Linked DNA regions of Mus musculus: region 2 is linked to region 1. Evidence: chromatin contacts called from public Hi-C data. All regions are on one chromosome and are shown on one strand. Each heading gives the region's core, a stretch centred on a gene start, on an enhancer-like site or on the middle of the called end of the contact. The rest is flanking DNA. Distances are from core to core; before and after follow the strand shown.

What was found. A called contact is a pair of places that touch in the nucleus more often than the background predicts.
Region 2: a contact with region 1 is called in a Hi-C map of the HPC-7 cell line, with 2.4 times the contacts expected there. The contact joins two enhancer-like sites. A contact is called at or near these places in 1 of 484 Hi-C or Micro-C datasets (the HPC-7 cell line) and 1 of 9 other capture datasets (adipose tissue).

What each region holds. Positions count from the first base shown.
Region 1 is chr11:77,316,538-77,321,498 of GRCm38.p6, forward strand. The region is part of intron 1 of Ssh2 (slingshot protein phosphatase 2); the gene reads left to right. Among named protein-coding and RNA genes, the nearest start is that of Gm24989, 74 kb to the left of the region's middle. Within about 2 kb of position 2,099, at least 28 of the 459 cell types and tissues checked have an H3K27ac peak or open chromatin away from gene starts, as enhancers often do. A contact at or near this core is called in the HPC-7 cell line, where this site is marked.
Region 2 is chr11:77,703,069-77,708,189 of GRCm38.p6, forward strand. It overlaps Nufip2 (nuclear fragile X mental retardation protein interacting protein 2), which reads left to right. Exons shown (of 4, transcript NM_001024205.2): 3 at 2,441-2,473. Among named protein-coding and RNA genes, the nearest start is that of Nufip2, 19 kb to the left of the region's middle. Within about 2 kb of position 3,048, at least 5 of the 459 cell types and tissues checked have an H3K27ac peak or open chromatin away from gene starts, as enhancers often do. A contact at or near this core is called in the HPC-7 cell line, where this site is marked.

The sequences.
Region 1 (4,961 bases), core at 849-3,348:
GGGCTGGAACTCTATTGTATCACAGGCTAGTCTAAAAATTAGGATCCTCTTGTCTCTGTCTCCCAGGATCATAGGCGTTGTACTAGTTTATATTTTGTAGTAATTTAAGGAAAATATTTAGGCTAAACAGATTTCAGCAGTTAGGAGTAAGTACTGCTTTTGCAGAAGACCTGAGTTTGATTCTCAACTCCCACATCTGGCAGCTCACAACCATCTGTTAACTGCAGAGCATTAACACATTCTTCTAGCCTTCATGAGGACCTGCACTTGGATCTCACAAATAATCTAAAAAACAAAATGCTTCATAAATAGCGGGTAACTCACAAAAATTTCCTGTTGCTTCAACTGATAGGCAAGAAAGCTTTATTTAGGTTTTCTTTTAATCCTGTCATAATAGGAGTAAGATATGACTTTGACTTCATTTGCAATTGTTGCATACTTTAACTTATTTTTACTTTACTAGATGTTATATTTTTATAAAGTATGAATAGGTTGAATTTTTGGTCTGGCTCCTGATTCCAGCCAGTATCAACATTCTTTCTTGGTGTTCTGTCCTGTTCCTTGTGCCCACATGTTCAGCTAGCTAGTCACCAGAATTGGAAGAGGTGCTTGAAGATGACTGCAGATTCTTTGCTGCTGCTTCCCCAGAAGAGGAATCTAGTTCCTCTCCTGGAATCTGGGTTGTCCTTTAATGCATCAAGAGAGTGTAACATAGTGGCATTACACTATTGCCAGCTCCAAGCCTAGCATCCTTTTAGAGCCCTGGGCTGCTATGCAAGAAGCCAACCCTGAAACTACTCTCCTTTGAGGGGGCCCAAGCCATATTAGAGCTCACATTAGGCACTGCAATGTACCTTCAGTTTTACAGCCATCCAGGTCAAAACAACAGTTGTGAGACTGAAGCTGCTTGGATCTTCATGTATTCGCTGTACAACAGCACTGAGTGAATAATAAGTATTGAGTGAACACCCAGCTAAGTGCTCCTGGGATTCATTTGTTACAAACCAATTAATAATCTATGCAACTGGTTTCACCTCCATTTTCTTTGCTCCTAGGAAATAGGCTAAGCTTTCTCTTAACAAGTAATCCAAACACTAGGAATGGTACCTGTATTAAGCAGAGTTTTCTAGAGATACAGAACCAACCGAATTCACACACACACACAAAGCATGTTCATAGACGTATATTCTCTGGTGCAACACAGCACACAGGACCAAGTTCTCAAAACAGTAGATGGGACGTGTTAGCAGTTCCAATCTAGTGCAGAAAGCCTGAGAGCTCCCTGGAGAGCCACTGGTCTATAAGGAATGACTGAAGACAATGGAGTTTGTTGTCAGTAGATGGCAGCAAATATAGATGAATCATTCAAATAGAAATGAGCCGGGGCAAGCATTTGCTGCTTTCCTCTGGCTTCTTCCTTTTTCAACTGGGATGCCATTTGGGAGGGACCGTCCACACTTAAGAGTGGATCTCCCCACTCCCTACTTGCTCTCACATGTTAGTCCTCTCTGTACACATCTCCACATTCACTCAGATGCCTTTCACCAGTTCTAGACACCTTTAAATCCAGCCATGGTGACAACCAGTAGAGTTGTCACAGTGCCTTTACATCCTCCTGCTTCCACAGACCAGAAGCACAGCACTATCTTTAGTTCCAAAGTGCACACTTCCTCTTAAAAGGCCACTATTGATTTTTTTCCTGACACCCCCTAGCCCCCCCCCATTATTAGTTTATTGCCAAGGGCAGAGAAAACTGATAAATTATATCTACCATATCTAGTTAATGGATAATCCAGTTTCCTGGCTATAGAGCTGTCATGGTAGGATACCTAGCATTGTGGAACCATAACAGTAAGACTACTTGATAGCTTTAACCCCCAATTCTACCTTTGTTCCAGCAATGCACAACTACTCAATGCTCCTCAAATGTGAAACTTGTTTCCACTTATTCTTGTAAAAGTAACTTTTATTCTCCTATAGTAATTGTCATCTCTTATTTTTACTGCCTTTTTCTGCTAACCTAGGCCTAGTCCTAGAAGCCTCTAGCCTCTATAGAATCTTATCTAAGCCTAGAATGTTGTCACTGCTAAATAAGCTCACCCTTTCTAGGTCTTTCTGAACTCTGGCTGGCTAGTCAACTCAGCTGTTCCTGGCTCAAAACTTGGCTTTACATTAATTGATTCAATCTGGCTTCTCTCAGCTTCTCCTAAATTGCTCTGTTTTGTATAATACAAACTTTGGCAGTATATTCTGATCTTTTGGCTCCTTATTCTCTGGTTTGTTCTGTCTTCACCTGTGTCTACCATGTTCCCTCTCTGAAACCTCTCTTTATAACTGTCCTGGTAAAACTGCCTCCTTTCTACTTCCTCTCTCTCTGCACTGCACACTTAAGTAGCTTCCCTTTCCTCTCTCCTTTGAGAGTTGGGCAGATCCTATTCTGTCAAATATTTCTCTGATTCATCACTTTGTTTGCCACCAATTAGATATCACTTTCAAACATGGGTGCTTCTTTCTACAAACTAAATTTATCTTCATTGTTTGGGATTCAGGGTAAGTCTGTATTCCTGCCAGACAAATTAAAGTTGTGTGCTAATGCTGAGCCATATCATGACTAGAAACAGGTCTTTTTTTTTTTTTTTTCCTTCAGTAAATAACACAATCTTGAGATACACAGTGTGATCAGATAGCCTGTAACATTTTCGGTTCTTTGTGCCTCTGCCTGAAATAAGTCTGCTTTTACTACTTGACAAAACTTTCTAGTTCAAGCCCAACGTAAAAGTTAACTTAGCTAAAACACTTTCCAATCCTAGAGTTATTTCTTCCTCTGATGCTTCTATGCTATACTGTCCAACTTTGCTTTGGTCCAAGTGAGGCAATTAACATTTTTAATAGAACTTTCTCCTTGAGTTACAATGTGAAATATCCAAGGATAAGGATCAGTCTTATTTACTGGCTAGAAAATAAGACATTGGTGAGTTGATATTGAATGTATGCATACAGAAATAAAAACAAGTAAATTGTTTGCTTAGCCAAAAGGAAAGCCTTAGGGCCCAAATCACCTCCTGAAAAAACAAGCAACACAACAAAGTTCTTCAAACTTGTTAAAGCTAACAGGTTGCAAATACATAGTCCATACTTGCTGGAAATGTATAACCAGTTGGTTTTAAGTGTTTGCCTATAAGAAATCTCACTAGTTAATCACTACAGCCACTTGATTTTGCCTCTTCCTCTAGTCCCATCTTGTACCTAGGGCACTGTGATGACAGGTGGGATTAGGCATGGTTCTTGAACTAAAACAAAACAAAACAAATCAAACAAACAAAAAAAAACCTTACAGTTTAATGGTGAAAGATAAATGAAGAACCCACTCATAACCTAGAAACAGAACTGGATGGTGCTAGAGTAAAGATAGAATTGGAGGGAAACAGATATTTCCAGGTGATAGAAGAAATAGCATTAATGTCTGGCATTTGAAACCAACTTTGAGCTGGGCAGTGGTGGTGGTAACACCTTTAATCCCAGCACTTGGGAGGCAGAGGCAGGCGGATTTCTGAGTTCGAGGCCAGCCTGGTCTACAGAGTGAGTTCCAGGACAGCCAGGGCTACACAGAGAAACCCTGTCTTGAAACACACACACACACACACACACACACACACACACACAAGAAACAAGCTTTGAAGACTGGTGTGAAGATTAAATGATTATTATATTCTGTATATATTGATTAGTGGTGGAAATTACTACAGTGGAAATTATTCCCTAACCAGTTTTTTCCCAAATAACCACACAGAGACCTTTTAATATTTCAAAGCCTTAGGCCTTGGCTGGGTACACTCTCAACTAGCTCACCTGTCTTAGTCAGGGTTTCTATTCCTGCACAAACATCATGACCAAGAAGCAAGTTGGGGAGGAAAGGGTTTATTCAGCTTACACTTCCATACTGCTGTTCATCACCAAGGAAGTCAGGACTGGAACTCAAGCAGGTCAGAAAGCAGGAGCCGATGCAGAGGCCATGGAGGGATGTTCTTTACTGGCTTGCCTCCCCTGGCTTGCTCAGCCTGCTCTCTTATAGAACCCAAGACTACCAGCCCAGAGATGGTCCCACCCACAAGGGGCCTTTCCCCCTTGATCACTAATTGAGAAAATGCCTGACAGTTGTATCTCATGGAGGCATTTCCTCAACTGAAGCTCCTTTCTCTGTGATAACCCCAGCTGTGTCAAGTTGACACAGAACTAGCCAATACATCACCTAAGTTAAACTAACTACCTAGCTCCAGCCAGCCAGAAGGTGATGAGTTACACTTTCTAGGCCTGTGATCATATCTGTCTCCTCCCATGTCCTGGTGTAAAGGCTTTCTGCCTTCTTCCTCCCAGAGTTCCTTTCTTCCTCCCAGGAAGTCCTACCTTCCACTTCTTACCCAACTTGTTGACTATTGGATTTTTATTAAAGCCAATTAGAGAATGCCTTAGGTAGGTGAAGGACAGAGACACAGTACAGAGTACCACAACACTGGTGAAGAATATACAACAGGGAAGAAGGGTCATCCATGGTGATATAAGAGCAGGAACAAGTCAGGAGAATAATAAATGAATATACAATATTGGAACATATGGAAACTAAAAGGAATTCGGGGAAACTATTGCTTACACTTTGGACCACCCATTGTTTTTCACAGCCTGTGTCTCTGCAAATGAGGCTTGGGTGCTTACACTTTCCCCAGACTGTATTAGTTATCTTTTTTATTGCTGTGACAGAAAGCAACTCACATTTTTAAAGGGAATACTATCCATCATGGTGGGAAGGGTGTGGTGGCTCTTTAGTAGCAGGAGCTTGCAGCAGCTGCTTATGTTATCCTAGTGAGGCTGTAAAAAGAGACAAATGCTGATGCTTATCAGGATTTCTCCTTCCTCTTACTCAGTCTTAGATCCCACCCCCGTGGGAGGGTGCTACCCTGTTTAGG
Region 2 (5,121 bases), core at 1,798-4,297, 390 kb after region 1:
TATTAGTGTTTTAAAAATTAAAGATAAGCTTTTCTGGGCTGTAGAGATGGTTCAGCAGTTAAGAGCACTGATTGTTCTTCTAGAGGTCCTGAGTTCAATTCCCAGAAACCATATGGTAGCTGACAACCTTCTATAATGGAATCCAATTCCGCCTTCTGGAATGTCTGAAGACAGTACTCAAATATATAAAATAGTTAAGTAAATCTCTCTTTTTTTAAAAAAAAAAGACAGCTTGTAGGATAACATTTGAAATGTAAATAAACAATAACCAGTAAAAGTTTAAAAAAGACAGCTTGTTAATTAGAAGCCGTTCAGCGAGATGAATTAATATGGCACTAATTTGTAGGTAGTAGGGTTTATTTTTCTGGTAACTAAGTAGAAAGAAGATAGAATATCCCAGAAAGTTCAGTGGTACAACAAACCTTTAATGCCAGCACATGGGAGGCAGAGATAGATGATACATCTCTTGATTGAAGCCTTCCTGTTCTACAGAGTTAGAACAGTCTGGGCTATACAAAGAAACCCCATCTCAGAAAAAGGAAAAACAAAAACAAAACAAAACTCCACAAACACTAAAAGAATATCCTAGGTAGAGAAATAATAGAAAGGTCTTCTTGTGTTTATTAAGTGAATGGTTAAGCTATTTAAAATAAACATGTGAAAATAACCTTTGTAGATTGGGGAAATGCATAAGGGAACTGATAATAACCTTCTCTGCAGACTTTGAAAATTGGGTATGAGGAGAAAAGGTTATAGTTGTTGGTTTGTAAAATTGACAAGGAATACTGGTACAGCTTAAATTTGTAGTGTCAGCTTTAGGGAGACTGAGAGAGTTGTCTTAAGCTCAGAGGCAGTGTGAACTTAATAATGGTTCAGGACATCCTGGGCTTTAGAGGTAAACCCTGTCTACAGATAAACATGGCTTTATTACCAACACTCAGGAAGCAAAACCTAGGTTCTGGAGAGATGGTTAAGAACACTGACTGCTCTTTGAGAGTTCAAATTCCAGCAACCACATGGTGGCTCACGACCATCTGTATGAGATCTCCCCCCACCTCCACCTCCACCACTCCCACCCCGATGCAGTTTCTCTATGTAGCCCTGGCTGTCCTGGAACTCACTCTGTAGATCAGGCTGGCCTCAAACTCAGAAATCCGCCTGCCTCTGCCTCTGCCTCCCGAGTGTAAAGGTGTGTGTCACCACTGCCCAGCTCTGTAAAGAGATCTGATGCCCTCTTCTGCTGTGTCTAAAGATAGCTACAGTGTACTCATGTATATAAAATAAATACTTTTTTTTCTTTTTCTTTTGGTTTTTTTGAGACAGTGTTTCTCTTTGTAGCCCTAGCTATCATGGAACTCACTATGTAGAAGCTGGCCTCAAACTCAGAAATCCACCTGCCTCTGCCTTCCAGGTGCTGGGATTAAAGGTGTGAGCCACCACTGCCCAGCTGAATAATTTTTTTTTGTTTGTTTGTTTTTCGAGACAGGGTTTCTCTGTGTAGTCCTGGCTGTCCTGGAACTCGCTCTGTAGACCAGGCTGGCCTCAAACTCAGAAATCCGCCTGCCTCTGCCTCACAAGTGCTGGGATCAAAGGCGTGTGCCAGGCTCTGAATAATTTTTTAAAAAGGCTCTCAAGTTCAGGACCAGTTTGAATATGTCAGCTTAGAGGCCACTCAGGGTTACATAGTGAAACCCTACCTCAATATCAAACTTAAAGATAAAATTTCGTTAAAAAGAAATTTAGCATTTTTTGGGGGGGTGTTTATTAGCTTTTATTTTTGCCTCTGTCAGAAGATCGACACTGGTGGATGTCCAAGTTCAAGGCTATTATGGTCTACAAAGTTCATTCTTCCCCACCCCCGAATAGTTTTCATTTCTATTTTCAGGGACTAATTCTTTGGGTTTTGTATTATAAGTATTAAAAGCTATTTATGTTCTTAATCATTTAGATGTCTGCTGTAAAGCTTTGTGTACTGGGGTAATAGGTAAAAAATGTTTACTATATGCAGGCTTTGCATATCTTTGCTATTTGTGAATACAGAATCTTATCAATTTCATATAACAATTAGCTTTTATTTTGTATGTAGACACACACACATGTACATATGCATATATATCTTAACTGTGTGTAGAGGTCAATGAACAACCAGCATTCTTCTACCACATAGGTCTTAGAGATTATAACTTGACATTAGGGTTGATAGGAAGCAATCCTGCCAGCCTAATGATTGATTTTTCATAATTAGCATTTACATAACATATTTCAAAATTTTAGTGCCTTGTGTTGCATAAAGCTATACTATTATCAGTCAACCTTACCTTTATCCCAGCAGTAATCAGTCTAGGTTTTTCAGATGTAAGAGATAAAACTATAGCATTATTATAAGGGATAAAAAGCATTTTTTATTCAGCATTCATTAATAATTTTTCCTCTCTTACAGAAATGGAATCTATATGGAATTTGCAGAAGCAAGGTAAGAATGGTTTGCTACTTAAAATGTTAATACTAATTATGACATTTGTTTTAGTGAGACTAATTTGGAATCATGACCTATTCTATTCATTAACAGGCTTTATTTTTTATTATTTATTTTTTTTGGTTTTTTGAGACATGGTTTCTTTGTATAGCCCTGGCTGTCCTGGAACTCACTTTGTAGACCAGGCTGGCCTCAAACTCAGAAATCCGCCTGCCTCTGCCTCCCAAGTGCTGGGATTAAAGATGTGTGCCACCACTGCCTGGCAACAGGCTTTATTTTTTTGTATTAAATTAACAACTTGTAAAAAGTAAAGAAAGTAATTGCCATCCCAGGACTGCTAAAGAGTGACTTGTACTCATCTCTGTGAAGGCTGAAGCTTTAAATTTAAGGCTATAATGGGCTACAGTTTTTCAGGGAACATGGAAACTCTTCCTTTTAAAATAGTTTAGTTTTTTTCTTTTTTAGACAGGTTTTCTCTGTGTAGACCTGGCTGGCCTTAAGCTTAAATAGATCCAAGTGCTGGGGTTAGAGGCGTGTGCTACCATGCCTGTAGAAGCTAAGAGTTTTATGCTTAGTCATAGAGCTCACGGTTAACAGACATAAAGCCTTGGGCATGACCACCAGTACAGCCAGCCCTTCCCAGTGCCTTCCTGTCCCTTCCAAATACAAGTATTTTGAGTAAATCAATATAAATGTTTTTACCTTTAGCCGTTTTGCCTGTGCTTATGTGGTAAAGAAAGGGATACCCTAAGAACTAAAACATTTCATATTTTAGGATAATATTCAGTGTTAGAGAAACATCTAGACTGTATTGAATGGTGTTTGGAAATAAAAAGAGTTAGCATTCACTTTTATCCTCCCATAACCAAGATTGAACAAGTAGGACAGGTAATGGGTATACAATCTACATGTTGTCTTTGATTGCTTTCAAATTCCTAATTACATAAATAACCTGTTCAGTTTGTTTGTATAGTGGTGTTACTTGTATGTGTATGTTTTCAGGGCCGATCATTTGGTATTGGATAATCAGTTGGTGTGATCTTTTCTGGGAAAGACTTTCTCAGCTCCCAGGTGTTTCTTAGTTGCCCGAAGTTGCCTGTATTGTTGGGTCGGAGCTCCTGGACTTTAGCATGTCTATTGTTTTCCTTGTTCAAATCATATCTAGGCAGTCATGTTGGTGAGACTTAATGGGTAGAGCTTCTGTGACATCACCAGGAGAGGATTTCTTTAACAGTCAGTGTGTTGCAGAGAAGTTTTGTGTATGTGGGGTGAGGGCTACACTTACTTGTCCATATAGGAATAAATGATATTTAGAGTAAGGATTATGCTGGATTGTAAAGTGATGATTATATATTTTCACCCAAGATCCATGATTTTACTAGCCATAGGTATTTGTCTAGGTTTCCAGTACCAGAAATGATTTTCCCTTTTTTAAAGGGGGTCTTAAGTCTCATTAGAGACTTGTTGCTTATGCCAAGGTATGTGTGCCACTATTGCACCCTTAAGGTTATCATTGCTGGTGGTTGTTTTTTGTAGGCATCATAGCTAATCTCCTTTTTTTGTTGTTGTTGTTTTGTTTTGTTTTCCGAGACAGGGCTTCTCTGTGTAGCCCTGGCTGTCCTGGAACTCACTTTGTAGACCAGGCTGGCCTAGAACTCAGAAAACCGCCTGCTAATCTTTTTTTCTTAGAATCAAGGATCAAGTCTTTTTTTAATACAGCCATGGCTTAGGGATGATTAGTAAACACTTGAATTGTTTCTTTATACATTTCAAATCAAACAGGAATGGGAAAGAGACTGCAAAATGAATTCTGTAATTGTAAAATACAAAGTTGTTAAATGGCTAGTGACTGTAGGGAGTAGTATTGTCTTCATGGTAGGTTGTCTTTGGAGTTTTAAAAAGGATATTTTTGTATCATCTTCTTATTAAGAAGTTACGTTAATTTTTTGTGGTTTTATTTTGTTTTCTTTTTTGGTTTTTTGAGACAGGGTTTCTCTTTATAGCCCTGGCTGTCCTGGAACTCACTTTGTAGACCAGGCTGGCCTCGAACTCAGAAATCCACCTGCCTCTGCCCCCCCCCCCCCAAGTGCTGGGATTAAAAGCATGCACCACCACGCCCAGCTTGCTTTTTTTTTTTTTTTAATTAGATATTTTCTTTATATACATTTCAAATGCTATCCCGAAAGTTCCCTGTACCCTCCCCCCTTATTTTGCTTTTTTTGAGATGGGTTTCTTTCTCTGTGGTTGTGGTTGTCCTGGAATTCCTTTTTTTGTTTGTTTGTTTTTTGTTTTTGAGACAGGGTTTCTCTGTGTAGCCCTGGCTGTCCTGGAACTCACTCTGTAGACCAGAAATCCGCCTGCCTCTGCCTCCTGGAATTCTATCAGTAGACCAGGTTGGCCTCAAACTCAGAGCCTGGCCTGGCTCAGATGGTATTTAAAATGTAAGCAACCACTTTAAACTAAGATAAATGAGATAATTTGTTCTTAAGTATTTTCAGATCTCTTCCTTTCTATTAAATAATGAATTAAAGGTTTGCATACTCATCTGGGGGGCGGGGCGGGTTTTGGTGGAAGAATCCAGGACCTCAAGCAGATGAGGAAAGCATTCTACTAACTGAGCTATGTTCCTGGTTTTTGTTGTTTTT